Regions from separate parts of the Mus musculus genome. Here regions 1 and 3 are each linked to region 2. The links are chromatin contacts, called in public HiChIP or PLAC-seq and promoter capture Hi-C maps. All regions are on one chromosome and are shown on one strand. Each heading gives the region's core, a stretch centred on a gene start, on an enhancer-like site or on the middle of the called end of the contact. The rest is flanking DNA. Distances are from core to core; before and after follow the strand shown.

Evidence for each region. Promoter capture Hi-C pulls out the DNA fragments that hold promoters and counts their contacts. HiChIP or PLAC-seq counts read pairs in DNA pulled down with a chosen protein or histone mark.
Region 1: a promoter capture Hi-C map of pre-B cells shows a contact between it and region 2, with 3 times the contacts expected there. The contact joins the promoter of Plxnd1 here to the promoter of Vgll4 in region 2. A contact is called at or near these places in 1 of 39 promoter capture datasets (pre-B cells), 1 of 484 Hi-C or Micro-C datasets (CD4 T cells) and 2 of 115 datasets of contacts at active chromatin or transcription factors (bone marrow-derived dendritic cells and microglia).
Region 3: a FOXA1 HiChIP or PLAC-seq map of pancreatic cancer cells shows a contact between it and region 2. The contact joins the promoter of Arpc4 here to the promoter of Vgll4 in region 2. A contact is called at or near these places in 1 of 39 promoter capture datasets (cranial neural crest) and 1 of 115 datasets of contacts at active chromatin or transcription factors (pancreatic cancer cells).

What each region holds. Positions count from the first base shown.
Region 1 is chr6:115,992,558-115,996,926 of GRCm38.p6, reverse strand. Plxnd1 (plexin D1) reads left to right here and starts at 1,922. Exons shown (of 36, transcript NM_026376.3): 1 at 1,922-3,438. The coding sequence starts at 2,122.
Region 2 is chr6:114,920,185-114,924,474 of GRCm38.p6, reverse strand. Vgll4 (vestigial like family member 4) reads left to right here and starts at 2,654. Exons shown (of 5, transcript NM_177683.3): 1 at 2,654-3,158. The coding sequence starts at 3,077.
Region 3 is chr6:113,376,261-113,380,177 of GRCm38.p6, reverse strand. Arpc4 (actin related protein 2/3 complex, subunit 4) reads right to left here and starts at 2,065. Exons shown (of 6, transcript NM_026552.3): 1 at 1,970-2,065. The coding sequence starts at 1,972. It overlaps Tada3 (transcriptional adaptor 3), which reads left to right and starts at 2,340. Exons shown (of 10, transcript NM_001372392.1): 1 at 2,340-2,862; 2 at 3,233-3,286. The coding sequence starts at 3,281.

The sequences.
Region 1 (4,369 bases), core at 673-3,172, 1.1 Mb before region 2:
AGAGGGCAAGCACCTTGCTGGAGGCCACACTATAATTCCTACTTCAGTTTATGTGAATATATTCAGACCCTAGAATTCAGGTCCCAAACGCTGAAGGTGGGGTGATGGCAGAAATCTACCAGCTTAGCAGGAAGTTTGTCCACAATACACAAAACAATCCATCTGGCCAGCTAAACCGAGATGTCATAAAGCATTATCCTCGAGGCTCAGTGGGGGGAGCTGCAGGATGCGGCAAGAAAGCAAGAGAGGGACAGGAAGGAAGCAAGGAGGGGGTGGGGAGAGGATGGAGAATGAGACCAGAGATACTGTGTGAAGACAGAGGGTAGAGAGAGGGAGAGAGACAGAGAGGGAGGGCAGAGGAAGACAAGCCTATAATCTGTGCTGGGGCTGTCCAGTGGAGTGGAGGGCCTGTGGCTCACAGGGAGAGCATGACTCGGGCCTTCCCCAAACAGAGGTAGAGGCAAGTCCCCTGGGTGCTCAGTTGGGGGTGGAGGCAGGACATAAGTCTCCAATTTCCTGCCAAGGAACACTCCTGACCATCAAAGCCAAGGCCATGAATGGGCTGGAACATGGCAGGCAAGCCGGCAGGCAGGCACAGGGACAGGAAGGTTGGGGTGGGGGCCAGGGAAATGGGGATGGCTGGGCTCTGAGCCCTTGCTGCTGACCCTTCAGGCACAGGGAAAGCCCCTCCCCATCCTTCCTTCCTATCTGGTGGGAGCAAGGTCACCCTCTGAGAGAGGGCCACTAGGCCTCAAGTGACAGCTGCAAGCTGCTAGGAGACCCTGACTGAGAACTTGTAGCTGGAACTGTGGCTTCAAACAATGGGTCTGTGTCCCACCTTCCCCCTTAGCGGTGTATTTTGGGCTTTACTTCTGGGGCCTCAGTTTCCATGCACGGAAAGTGGGTTGAGTCTTTGTAAGGAGGTTAGCATTTGGTGTGGTCCTATGTGGGCACTCCCATGCTATGGAGAGGATCACCTGGGTTTCTATGACCTTAGGAAAATGACTCCTTGCCTTTATCCCAGGGCCTACCTGTTCCTTTGAAGGTCAAAGGAGTCCGGTGCCCAGTGCCAGCTCATATGTGGAATGACTTTAGGTTTCTCAGAACCTTGGCCTAAGGGCAAGGTCCTGGGGGTCTGCGGGGTTTGGCTCTATCCAGAAAGTAAGGCCCTGTGTCTGGTGTTCTGCTCAGCCCAGCCTGCCCTTGCAAGAGGAATGAACTTCCTCTCAACACAGTTTCCTACTTTTGCTGTGGGATTGTCAAGTTTGTCCCCGGAGCCTGCTGCTTGCAAACTCCTTTTACAGAGCAGTTCGGGGAACAGACCATAGGTTAGCCAGGGGCCTGATGTCCCTGGTCTGGCTGGTCTTTAGAGTGAGGCTTGGAGAACATAGGGGGTGTGAGCGGGGGGGGGGGGGGGCGGGGGGGGCGGGGAGGGGGACTGTGGCCAGAAGGGGCAGGCGGTTGAGGGGAAATGGAGGGCTTTAGGGGCAAGGAGAGGAAAAGAGTAGAGAGGGAGAGCAGCGGGAACAGAAAGAAAAAAAAAAAAAAGGAAACGCAGATGAGGGAGAGGGAGTGACGCGGGAGAGACACGGGGCGGAGTTGACAGGATCGGAGTAGGGGAGTCCGAGAGATTGAAAGAGCGAAACTCTGAGAGGCGGTGGAAGGCAAACGGGAGCCCAGAAACAGAACAGAGAAGGTACTAGAGCGAGGAGAAAGAGAGGAAGGATAACAAACAAGCGAGAGGAAGACATTCCAGGAGCTGGCCAGGAACCAGGAAAGAGGCAGGCAACTTGCGACTGCCCGGGTATCGGCCACCAGTGACCTCGGACCGCGGGGCGTGGCCCAGAGGCGTGGCCGGGGGCGTGGCCCGGGGCGAAAGGGCGTGGGCCAAGCTGCTGGGGCGGGGAGATGGGCTGTGGGCGTGGTCTCCACGGAGCCGCCCCCGGGCTGAGCGCCTCGCCAGAGTCGGGCCGGGGCGCCGGGGCCGGGGGCGGCAGGCGCGGGCAGGAAGCGCCTCGCGGCCCGGGCCCCCCCCCCGCCTCTCGCCGCCTCCGAGCTCCCGGCTCCCGGCCGCGCCGCGCCCCATGCACTCGCCGCGCCGCGCAGCCCGCGCTCGCCTGGATGGCTCGTCGCGCCGCGGGCGGCGCACCCCCTAGCGCCCGGGCCGCCGCGGCCGTCCCCTTGCGTCCGCGCCCTCACTCGCGGGGCCCTGGTCTGCTGCCGCTGCCTCTGCTGCTGCTGCTCGGGGCGGCACGGGCCGGCGCCCTAGAGATCCAGCGCCGTTTCCCCTCGCCCACGCCCACCAACAACTTCGCCCTGGACGGCACGGCGGGCACCGTGTACTTGGCGGCAGTGAACCGCCTGTACCAACTGTCGAGTGCCAACTTGAGCCTGGAAGCCGAGGCGACCGTGGGTCCCGTGCCGGACAGCCCGCTGTGTCACGCCCCGCAGCTCCCGCAGGCCTCGTGCGAGCACCCGCGGCGCCTCACGGACAACTACAACAAAATCCTGCAGTTGGACCCGGGCCAGGGTCTGGTGGTCGCGTGCGGCTCCATCTACCAGGGTCTGTGCCAGCTGAGGCGCCGGGGCAACATCTCAGCCCTGGCCGTGAGCTTTCCGCCTGCCGCGCCGACCGCAGAACCGGTCACCGTGTTCCCCAGCATGCTCAACGTGGCCGCCAACCACCCCAACGCGTCCACTGTGGGACTGGTGCTGCCGCCTACCTCGGGCACCGGGGGCAGCCGTCTGCTCGTGGGCGCCACGTACACCGGCTTCGGCAGCGCTTTCTTCCCGCGCAACCGTAGCCTAGAAGACCACCGCTTCGAGAACACGCCCGAGATCGCTATCCGCTCCCTGGACGCGCGTGGAGACTTGGCCAAGCTCTTCACCTTCGACCTTAACCCGTCGGACGATAACATCCTGAAGATCAAGCAGGGCGCCAAGGAGCAGCACAAGCTGGGCTTCGTGCGTGCCTTCTTGCACCCGGCGGTGCCACCGCACAGCGCGCAGCCCTACGCGTACCTGGCGCTCAACAGCGAGGCGCGTGCGGGCGACAAGGACAGCCAGGCGCGCAGCCTGCTGGCGCGCATCTGCCTGCCCCGCGGCGCGGGTGGCGACGCCAAGAAGCTCACCGAGTCCTACATCCAACTGGGCTTGCAGTGCGCGGGCGGCGCGGGCCGCGGCGACCTCTACAGCCGCCTCGTGTCGGTTTTCCCCGCGCGCGAGCAGTTCTTCGCTGTCTTCGAGAGGCCCCAGGGCGCCCCAGGTGCCCGCAACGCCCCGGCCGCGCTTTGCGCCTTCCGCTTCGACGACGTGCAGGCTGCCATTCGTGCAGCGCGCACCGCCTGCTTCGTGGAGCCGGCGCCCGACGTGGTGGCGGTGTTGGACAGTGTGGTGCAGGGCACCGGGCCGGCCTGCGAGAGCAAGCGCAACATACAGGTAAGCCATAGACCTGAGGGGCGTGTGCGGGGATACAGTATGCACGCAGATATCCCAGAGGATTGGTTACTGCCAGCGGTGCTGGCCCGGGAGCGTACTGGGTCACAGGTGCGCACACCTAAGTGGGGAGGTCTAGGTTGTCAAGGTACCCAGGTGTTCCCCGAAGACAGCGCACCTACAAATCAGCTCTGCAGGTGGGGGCCACAGGTGTGTGCTGAACTGAGAGAGGGGAGTGACACCAGGAGAGTGTTTAGGGAGAGTGCAGGTGCCCTTAGGACATACCTCTGCACCCTGGCAGATGTGTGATGGGTGTGGCACCTGGCACTGAAGATAAAGGGCATGTGGGTCGGAAGGGCTGAGTATGTGACAGGGACACCCATCGGAGATCCCAAGAGTGTAGACCTGCAGGGATGTAAACTCCCAGTGGGAGCCCGTGCCAGGGGACACTGTTATTTGGGAAGTGATTGGTTCCCTAGTGAGGCCACCTGGTTGGCAAACAGGTGTGTGCTCAAGGCCACCTCAACAAATAGCAAATGAGCAGCTAGCAGGTGGTGTGGCAGACCTGTGATCACAAATGCTGTGGGTTTTTAACTTAAGCCAGCCATTCTCAACATGTGGGTTGTGTGTGACCCCTTTGGAGCCAGACAACCCTCTCACAGGGGCTGCATTATCCTGCATATCAGATATTTACTTTGTGATTCATAATGGTAGCAAAATTACAATTATGAAGTAGTAACAATGAATTCATTTTATGGTTGGGGGGTGGTGGTCTTACCCAGCCTTAGAAAGGTTGAGAACCACAGACCTAGTGTGTGGTGTGTCAAATGTCTTCAGCAAGTGTGTTCTCATCCCTTTGTACATACAGATGAAGAAATGGGTGTAAGTTTTAAGGGATGCACAAACAGCTGAAAAGGAGCAGAGGTGGGGCTTG
Region 2 (4,290 bases), core at 1,405-3,904:
CCACGGTTGTAGTCTTTTTTTTTTTCTTTCCATTTTTTATTAGGTATTTAGCTCATTTACATTTCCAATGCTATACCAAAAGTCCCCCATACCCACCCACCCCCACTCCCCTACCCACCCACTCCCCCTTTTTGGCCCTGGCGTTCCCCTGTTCTGGGGCATATAAAGTTTGTGTGTCCAATGGGCCTCTCTTTCCAGTGATGGCCGACTAGGCCATCTTTTGATACATATGCAGCTAGAGTCAAGAGCTCCGGGGTACTGGTTAGTTCATAATGTTGATCCACCTATAGGGTTGCAGATCCCTTTAGCTCCTTGGGTACTTTCTCTAGCTCCTCCATTGGGAGCCCTGTGATCCATCCATTAGCTGACTGTGGGGGTTGTAGTCTTGATATCAGCAATGCAGAGGCAGGTGAATCATGAGTTTAAGCCAACCTTGACTATAAAGCGAGACCCAGTCTTAAAAACAAAATCACCATCACCAACAAGATGCATAGGAGCTGAAGGGACAACAGAGTGGTTTGTAACACGTTCTGCTCTTACGGAGGATCCTAGTTCCGTTCCCAGCTGCCACATTGGGCAGCTCATCGCTGTCTGTAACTCTAGCTCCAGGGGTTCCAAGAACTCTTCTGGACTCTGTAGGTACCTGCGTCACATGCACAGCCTCCACTCTATACACATAATTAAAAATAAAAATAGCTCTTTAAAAAAAGGACATATATCTTCCCAGGGATTATTATCTTGCCTTTTCACTTTAAAGTGGAGAGCTTCCTCCTTCACCTTCATTGCATCAGGAAAACACCCCTCGTGGGTTGATGAGCATTGTGGAGAAATATGAAAACAGCCAGCCATTTAAAGCTGAGCGTGTCTGAGCAGGCATGGTGGCACACAGCTTTAATCCCTGCACTGGATGGGCAGAGGCAGGCGGATCTCTGTGAGTCTGAGGTCAGTCACATCTACATAGTGAGTTCCAGGACAGCCAGGGCTTTAAAGTGAGACCCCATCTTTGGGGGGGGGGGGGACACGGAAGCTGAGCATGTCTGCGTCTGACTTTGGGGGGAGTTTGTTCTTTCCGTTTACCACATAGGTCCCTGGGATTGAGCTTGGTGTCCCCTTGCCTACAAACCATCATATTTGATGTTGAGTCATGGAGGAGAAGTTGCTAAGCGTTTTGTGTGTACCCCTCCATCTGTAGGGGATTGCTTCAATCTTAAAATAAGTGACTGTAATGAAGTCTTGGGAAGGTGTGACAGAGCTGACAGTAGCCCAGAGAGGTCTTGGAACTTGTGGCAGTTCCTCTCCCTCGGATTCCGACTGCTAGAATTACAGGCTGGTGCCACTCTGCCAGGCTGCAGCAGAGTCACTTAGAGCAGGTCTTTTCCTTTCTTCCATGATGCTGATGAAGCTCAGCACTGCTCTGGATTTGAACTTGGAACATTTTTAAAGTTTCCATGATTGGTCACAACCTCCCAGATGAGTTTGGAAAACAGATTTTTAAAAAGTATTTTTTTTTTTTTGTACATTTTTTTTTTCCAATGTCTGTGTGTCATTGCATGCGGTACCCATGGAGGCCAGAAGAGGGAGTCAGGTTCCATGGAAATAGAGTTACAGGTGCTTATGAGTGCTGGGTACTGAACTCAAGTGTTCTGCAAAAGTGGCCAGTGCTCGGAACCACCTCTCCAGCCAGCTCCCCACTCCCCCGTTTGTGTGTGTGTGTGTGTGTGTTTGTGTGTGTGTGTGTGTGTGAGAGAGAGAGAGAGAGAGAGAGAGAGACAGAGACAGAGAGACAGAGAGACAGAGAGAGAGCGAGAGAGAGAGACAGACAGACACAGAGAGAGAGAGAGAGAGAGAGAGAGAGAGAGAGAGAGAGAGAGGGAGGGAGAGAGGGAGAGAGAGACCTGTAGGCCACTCACTTGTCCCCAGATCTGTTTACTCTTCTGAGGACGGATTTGCCTCTGGTGTCCTGTCCATCTGTACAGCTACAGAGTTTAGGAAGGAAGTTACATGTAACATTGACTTTGAAAATGTAAACACTCGGGCTGGAGAGATGGCTCAGCGGTTAAGAGCACTGATTGTTCTTCCAGAGGTCCTGAGTTCAAATCCCAGCAACCACATGGTGGCTCACAACCACCCATAATGAGACCTGAAGACAGCTACAATGTACTTACATATAATAAATAAATAAATAAAATCTTTAAAAAAAAAAAAAAAAAAAAAAAAAAAAGAAAATGTAAACACTCGCTGTGTCCCTGGACTTAATAAACCCATCTTACAAAGAAACAAAGAAACCTTGTACCAAACAGAGCACACCCCTGTGGAAGCCCTGGATTCCCAGCCCTTGCAACGAAGTCACGGAAAGTTAAATTCCCTGTACTTTGCTTCCACAGCAGATTTTCTTTTTTAAACTTTGTGCTTAGCCTCCCCCACAAACAAAACACCCACAAACTTGCTGGGGTTTACTTCCTCGGCCTCTGCCTCTGCCGGCCTCTGGCTCCGGGGAGGAAAGGCTCTCCTCACCCCCTGTGCCTCACTGCCCCCGCCTCTTTCTGCTTCCTGCTAATTCTGCAGCGCCTGGAGCCTGAGCCGAGGCTCCAGTGAGCATGCTCACAGCAGCCCTCTACCCCCTCCCAAAAGCAGAGGAAGCTGGTTTACATACGAGTCATACCAAGCATAGCCCGCATGTCAGTGCAGTCAGCTTGCAGCGGGCTGTGAGGGAGAGTGCCTTTGTCCTGAGAAATGTGCTTTGTGTTTTTCTTTTTTACTGCTTTCTTTTTAAACCCCCAAGACGGGCTCGAGAAGTCTTCTGAAATGATTTTTTAAAGCCGAATAGAAGACACAATCAGACACCTTCCACAAGCCCTTGACGGGTTTTGTTTGAGTCTGATTTTTGTGTGTGTGTGTGTGTGTGTATGATTTTTAAAAACCTTTTACATACTTTGTTTTGATCTCCTGAGGCTGGGCCTCTGTCTTCCTGAAGTTTTAGGAGAGCCTGGAGCTACTCAGCTAAGACTGAATTTTGAAACTTTCTCTTTGGGGGTGAAAGCAAAGAACTGTTTTTCTTTGCTAGCCGGACAGATAAATGCTGTTTATGAAGATGGACCTGTTGAACTACCAATACTTGGACAAGATGAACAACAATATCGGCGTTCTGTGCTATGAAGGTAGATGTTCTAGAATGTACTCTTTGCTTTTGTGATGGCCACTCCTCCTTTGGAGGGGGGCTTTGACTGGCTTATGAACATTTTCTTGTCTTTCTTGTGATGGTGGAGCGAGTGGAAAGAGAGTTGTGTACCATTTCAGGACAGTTCGCTTTTGCCCGGCAGGAGGGTGGCAGCCGGGGAGGGCTGGAGGAGACACGCTGTTAAAAGTTTACTTGTGATGTACTAGCAAGGTCTGACAAGATCGTTACATTATAAGTGATTTTTCTCTTTTGATTTTGTTGGCATTTTATGCATAAGTAGGAATTTACAGAAGTAAGGAGAAGTTAAACATGTGGGTGCTGGAGTAGAGGGGAGGGGCCTTGGGACTTATTTTTAAACGTATCACCGTGTACAGTGTTCGGTGTGGACCCTTGCTCTGAATTTCATGTGGTAGAGGAACAACAGCAGAAAGCCACAGTAAGTTGTTGTTTTCCTGAGCCATTGTCTCAGGCATCAAGGGGTTTTTTTCCTGTGAGGTTTGTGGGACTGGCAGGGCCTGGTGTCAGGGAGCCCAGGCCGGGCTCTTTGTCTGCCGCCCCATTTCCTGTGCAGAGAGCTGACAGTGAGACAGGCTCCCTCCAACCCCAGTCCCTGGCAATTACACCATAAGCAGCCGGAAGGCTGAAGAAAGTGGAAAATACCCCCACCCCTAGATTTGCCCATCACCTCCCCTTCCCCTGGGCACTCCCTGTAGTAAGTTAAGCTTCTCTGGAGAAAACCCCAATCCCATCTTTTGGAATCTTACCTACGTGCGATTTGAGACCAGGGTAATGGGGCTGAGTTGTGGCACTGGCCGGGCAGGGAGAGACCTGGGGCTGCCGGGAGTCTTTCCTGGTGTCTTCCTGCTGTGGGCAGCAGGCTCTGGGGTCTCTCACCTAGTAATCCTAGAGAGTTGTCTGCTTTGTCTTGAACAGAAGTTAAAAGAGGGAGCAGAGTTGGTTGTGTTCGTGTAAAAGTTTAAGATCTGCTTCTTAAGTTGTTGAAAACATACCCTTTCTCTCTCAAGCCTGCTTTAAAATTAACTTTATGGGGGAAAAATCTCATTTAAAGGGGTTTTGTTGTTGTTTTGCCTTTTTAAAAATAAGATATCACT
Region 3 (3,917 bases), core at 816-3,315, 1.5 Mb after region 2:
AGAAACTGGTTTTGACCAGATACAGGATCAGGACGGTTCTACAATGAGAAAAAGTAAAAGCTGTCCATTCTCAGTGGACAAGGTCAGCTACAATGACCAGCTACATTATCTCGGGCAAGGCTTCTCTCCCCCCAGGGCTTATCACATGCTGGAGCATCCATCACCTGCAGCCCTTCCTCCCCGCAGCTTAGCTCAGCCTCTCAGAGCTCAGCTCAGTGGAGAAGGCCCCTTCCTTCCTCAAAGTGGCCTTTTTGACTTCCCCCTCAATGCATTTCTTACAGTTTATGGTATGTTCACTTTACATAAAATTCACAACAGAACGTTAGGAATAAATTTTTCCTTCACCAGTTTGTAATTCTCGTGGTCTACAGACATCAACTTCTATTCAGTTGTCAGGTTGTATCTAGCCCAGCACCTCCTATACATCAGGTCAAACCAATTTTCTGGAGAGTAAATGAACAAATGAACTAACTTAAGCAGGGCTAGATTTACACAAGAGCATTAAGACTTTCCAAACTGGTAACGAGTGCAAGGTTTCTGTATGTGAAAACTGCTTTAAATTGCACAGATCAGGCTGCAATGGCAGGCTGGGATAAAACCCTAGACAGTCTAGAATGCTTTCCACTGAGTTTTTCTCTCAATGTAGCAGGAAGCATTGGGACTTTCTGAGAAGGAAGTTACAGGGCTACCGCTGCACAGAGGCTCTCTGGAGGACGGGATGGAGAAGGAAGTGAGACTTGTGGCAGAGAAGAGGCACAGGCTGCGTGGGGCAGCGGAGACAAGCACAGGATCACGGACAGACAAACATCAGACAGAGGGGATAAAGGCTAAAAAACAGCTGTCATGTAGTTCAGCAGTGGGTTCTAGCTCCATACCACAGCATTCTCTTATGTCAACCAAGAAGAGGCAAAACCGGAAAGGCAAAATTAGTTGTGTGCGGTGACAAGTACCGTTGGGAAAGTGATAGAATATTCTTTTCTCTACCTCGATTGTGGCTACCTGATTATTTTGTCAAGGTTCATTGAAAGAAAACTAAATTTTAGATGACCAGCCCTGTGATAGTTACCCTTTAGTGGCTTGAAGAAATTGTACAATAAACTTGAATGCTTAAAAACGCAAAGTCAAAACTCAGTCAGCAGGAAATGGCTTTCACGCTAAGGAATGAAACCAGTTAGGACTAACACTGGAGCAAGCTTTAAAAAGTGACTTTTGAAAAAGAGGGTCTAATTTCAAAGTCTCTTCCCTGAGAGCATTCCCGGGCGTGCAACAAGCAGTCCAGCCTTTAGAACTCAGGTCGTCAAGGGCTGACCAGAGAAAGTAGTGGGAAGCCTGGGACCTTTCGGAGAACAACTGCACGGAGCACCCACAGATCCCAAACCCGAGCATGAAAGAGGAGGACCAGCGGCCATCAACATTTACACACGTTAAGGTCAACACGGTTCTGCACATCTAGGAAGGAGTCTGAATGCAGGCAAGCAACACAGAACCTTCATTGGGAGCTGGAAGGCAAGGCTTCCAGGAAGCGCCAAGAAGTAAGAAGATGAAGTGGACACTTGCCTCGAGGTCCCGTGAGACCGCGAAGGCAGGCAGGGACAGGGGGTTGTACTTAGCCAACCTCTACCGTGGACGGAGAGGAGGCCCCGCAGAGCGGTCCTACCTCAGCTGCAAGCCACCACCACGGGCTTCGCAGCCCGGTCTCCTGCCCCCTCCGAACATCGGGGAGAGGTCATTCTAGCCCGGGATTCCCAACCTGGAAGCTTCCGGGCCTGCTCTTGCTCAGAGAGCCTCCTGGCTCGCCCCTTCCTCCTCGCCTCGGCCCTCGCCCCACCCTTTGCCTCTCCATCCTCCCCGTGCCTCCTCATCCCGGGGCAACCTCGGGCCGCAAGCCCTAGCGGCAAGCAGCATCTCCCCCAGACCCACAGCCTCTACAGGCAAAACACAGGGAGGACCCCAACCCCTGGTCTCTCACCATCGCGGGCGCTGTCTGGGCCGGAAAGCGGAAGTGCGGAAGTGCCCGGACCCGCGACGCCTGCCCTTTCGAGAGAGGCGCAGCCGCAGTCTCCGACAGCACTTCCGGGCTGGACCATCTCGGGTAGGACCGGGGAGGGAGAGCCGAGAGATATTCAGATCTCCGGGGCGATTTCACACTGGGACCTCTGGGACTTGTAGAAGACCTGCTATGAGACAGTAGCGGTCGAGTCCCCTTGGATCGCTACACATATTCCGCCAGCGCCTTTAGTGCTTGTCGCTTTGGTTGTAGCCTCCCCCCGTGTGACAATAGTACAGCCCGACCTCAGGTTGGGCACCAAATTAGGACAGGCCGAACCGGAGAAACGTTTCTTCCGGTGGTGCTCCCCTATCCTCTCCGGGCTCCTCCCATTTGCAACCGTAGGGTTCGGCCGGGTAGCCAGTCCCTTGAGATTTGGGCTCTGGGCCCCACCCCAGCCCCGGGCTGCTTCCTAGCCCGGGACTCCTCAGGCCTAGCATTCCACCTCCCGGAGATTCGTAGGTGGCCTTAGACCCCCACCCCCACCCCGGCCCTACAGGCCACCTTGGGCTGGCCGTCCCCGCCCTCGCGTCAACTGCAGGGGGCCCGCCCATAGCCAGTTCCGGAGCAGTTGCTCCGATCGCCCTGAACTCCCCGCCCCCTCCTGCGGCCCAGGGCCTGTAGGAGGCCGCAGAGAGGAGGTAGGAGAGGCGGGGGTTGTGTTAGGGGCTCCCTAGAGGACGAGGACCCTGGAGGCGGGATCTTGGGGCGACACACAGGTGGAGCCAGCCATTAAGCAGTCCCACTTCTGTGCCAGGCACTGAACTGGGCACTTGACGAGCATCACCTCTTAATCCTCAGAACATTCCAGGGAGGTAGGTAATTCTCGATGCCCCCATTTTACAGATTTATACTTCTTAATGGGGAAATAGACTGAGGCATCATCTTTTGTCCTGGAAAAAAGAAAAACAAACAAACAAACAAACAAAAACCGGAGATTCAGGTTAAATAACATGTTTAGAAACGCACATAAGAAAATGGGCTGGAACTTAGTTCTGTTCACCTGACCAGCCTGTGTTCCAAACTAGCCAGGGACACAGAGAAGGTGCAGAGGTGGAATGGAGTGAGACAAGAGGAGGCAGGGAGAACCCTGTCAAATAGAATGCTAGAAACGACCCAACGTAGGGAAACAGAGGACATAGGAAGACAGGGCACACTAGTATCTCCTCTTCCTTAATGCTGCAGATTCCAGACTTCTGCGGTTCAAATTGCAACTAGGAGGCCGGCCTAATCATGCAGGTTTGTACACCTAGTGACTTGGGAGGCTAAAGCAGGTGGATCATAAGTTCAAGGCCTGGAATTCATGAAAGGGGGGGGGGGCTGGATGTAACTGTAACATAATTAAGTTTGGAGAATTTGTGCCTAGAATGAACAAGCGCTTGTATAAATCAGGTGTGGTACATGCCTAAAATTCCATCTCTTGGGAGGTGGAGACAAAACCTTGGCTACATAGCTAGTTTGAGACCAACCTGAGTGCATATCTTTATCCCAGCACTCAGAGGCAGGTGCTTTCTGGGGTGGGGGTCGGGAGGGGGAGCTCTATGAATCCTGATCTATGTAGCAAATGAGTATCAGGCCACTCAAGACTACATAATGAGATTTTTGTCTCCCCCACCCCAAAATGGGGGTGAGGTAGGGTCTGGAGATGTGTGAGACCCTTCAGTGCTACCAAAACAAAAAAAGACAATAAATTGCAGTTAGGAGTCTAGGCATGTGTACATACTCTTCTGGAGTCTTTTTCCTTTCTTTGTCAAAAGAAAGAAACCAGGCAGTGGTGGCACACGCCTTTAATCCCAGTAGAGGCAGGTGATCTCTGAATTGAAGGCCAGCCTGGTCTATAGAGTTCATTCCAGGCCAGCCAGAGTTGTTA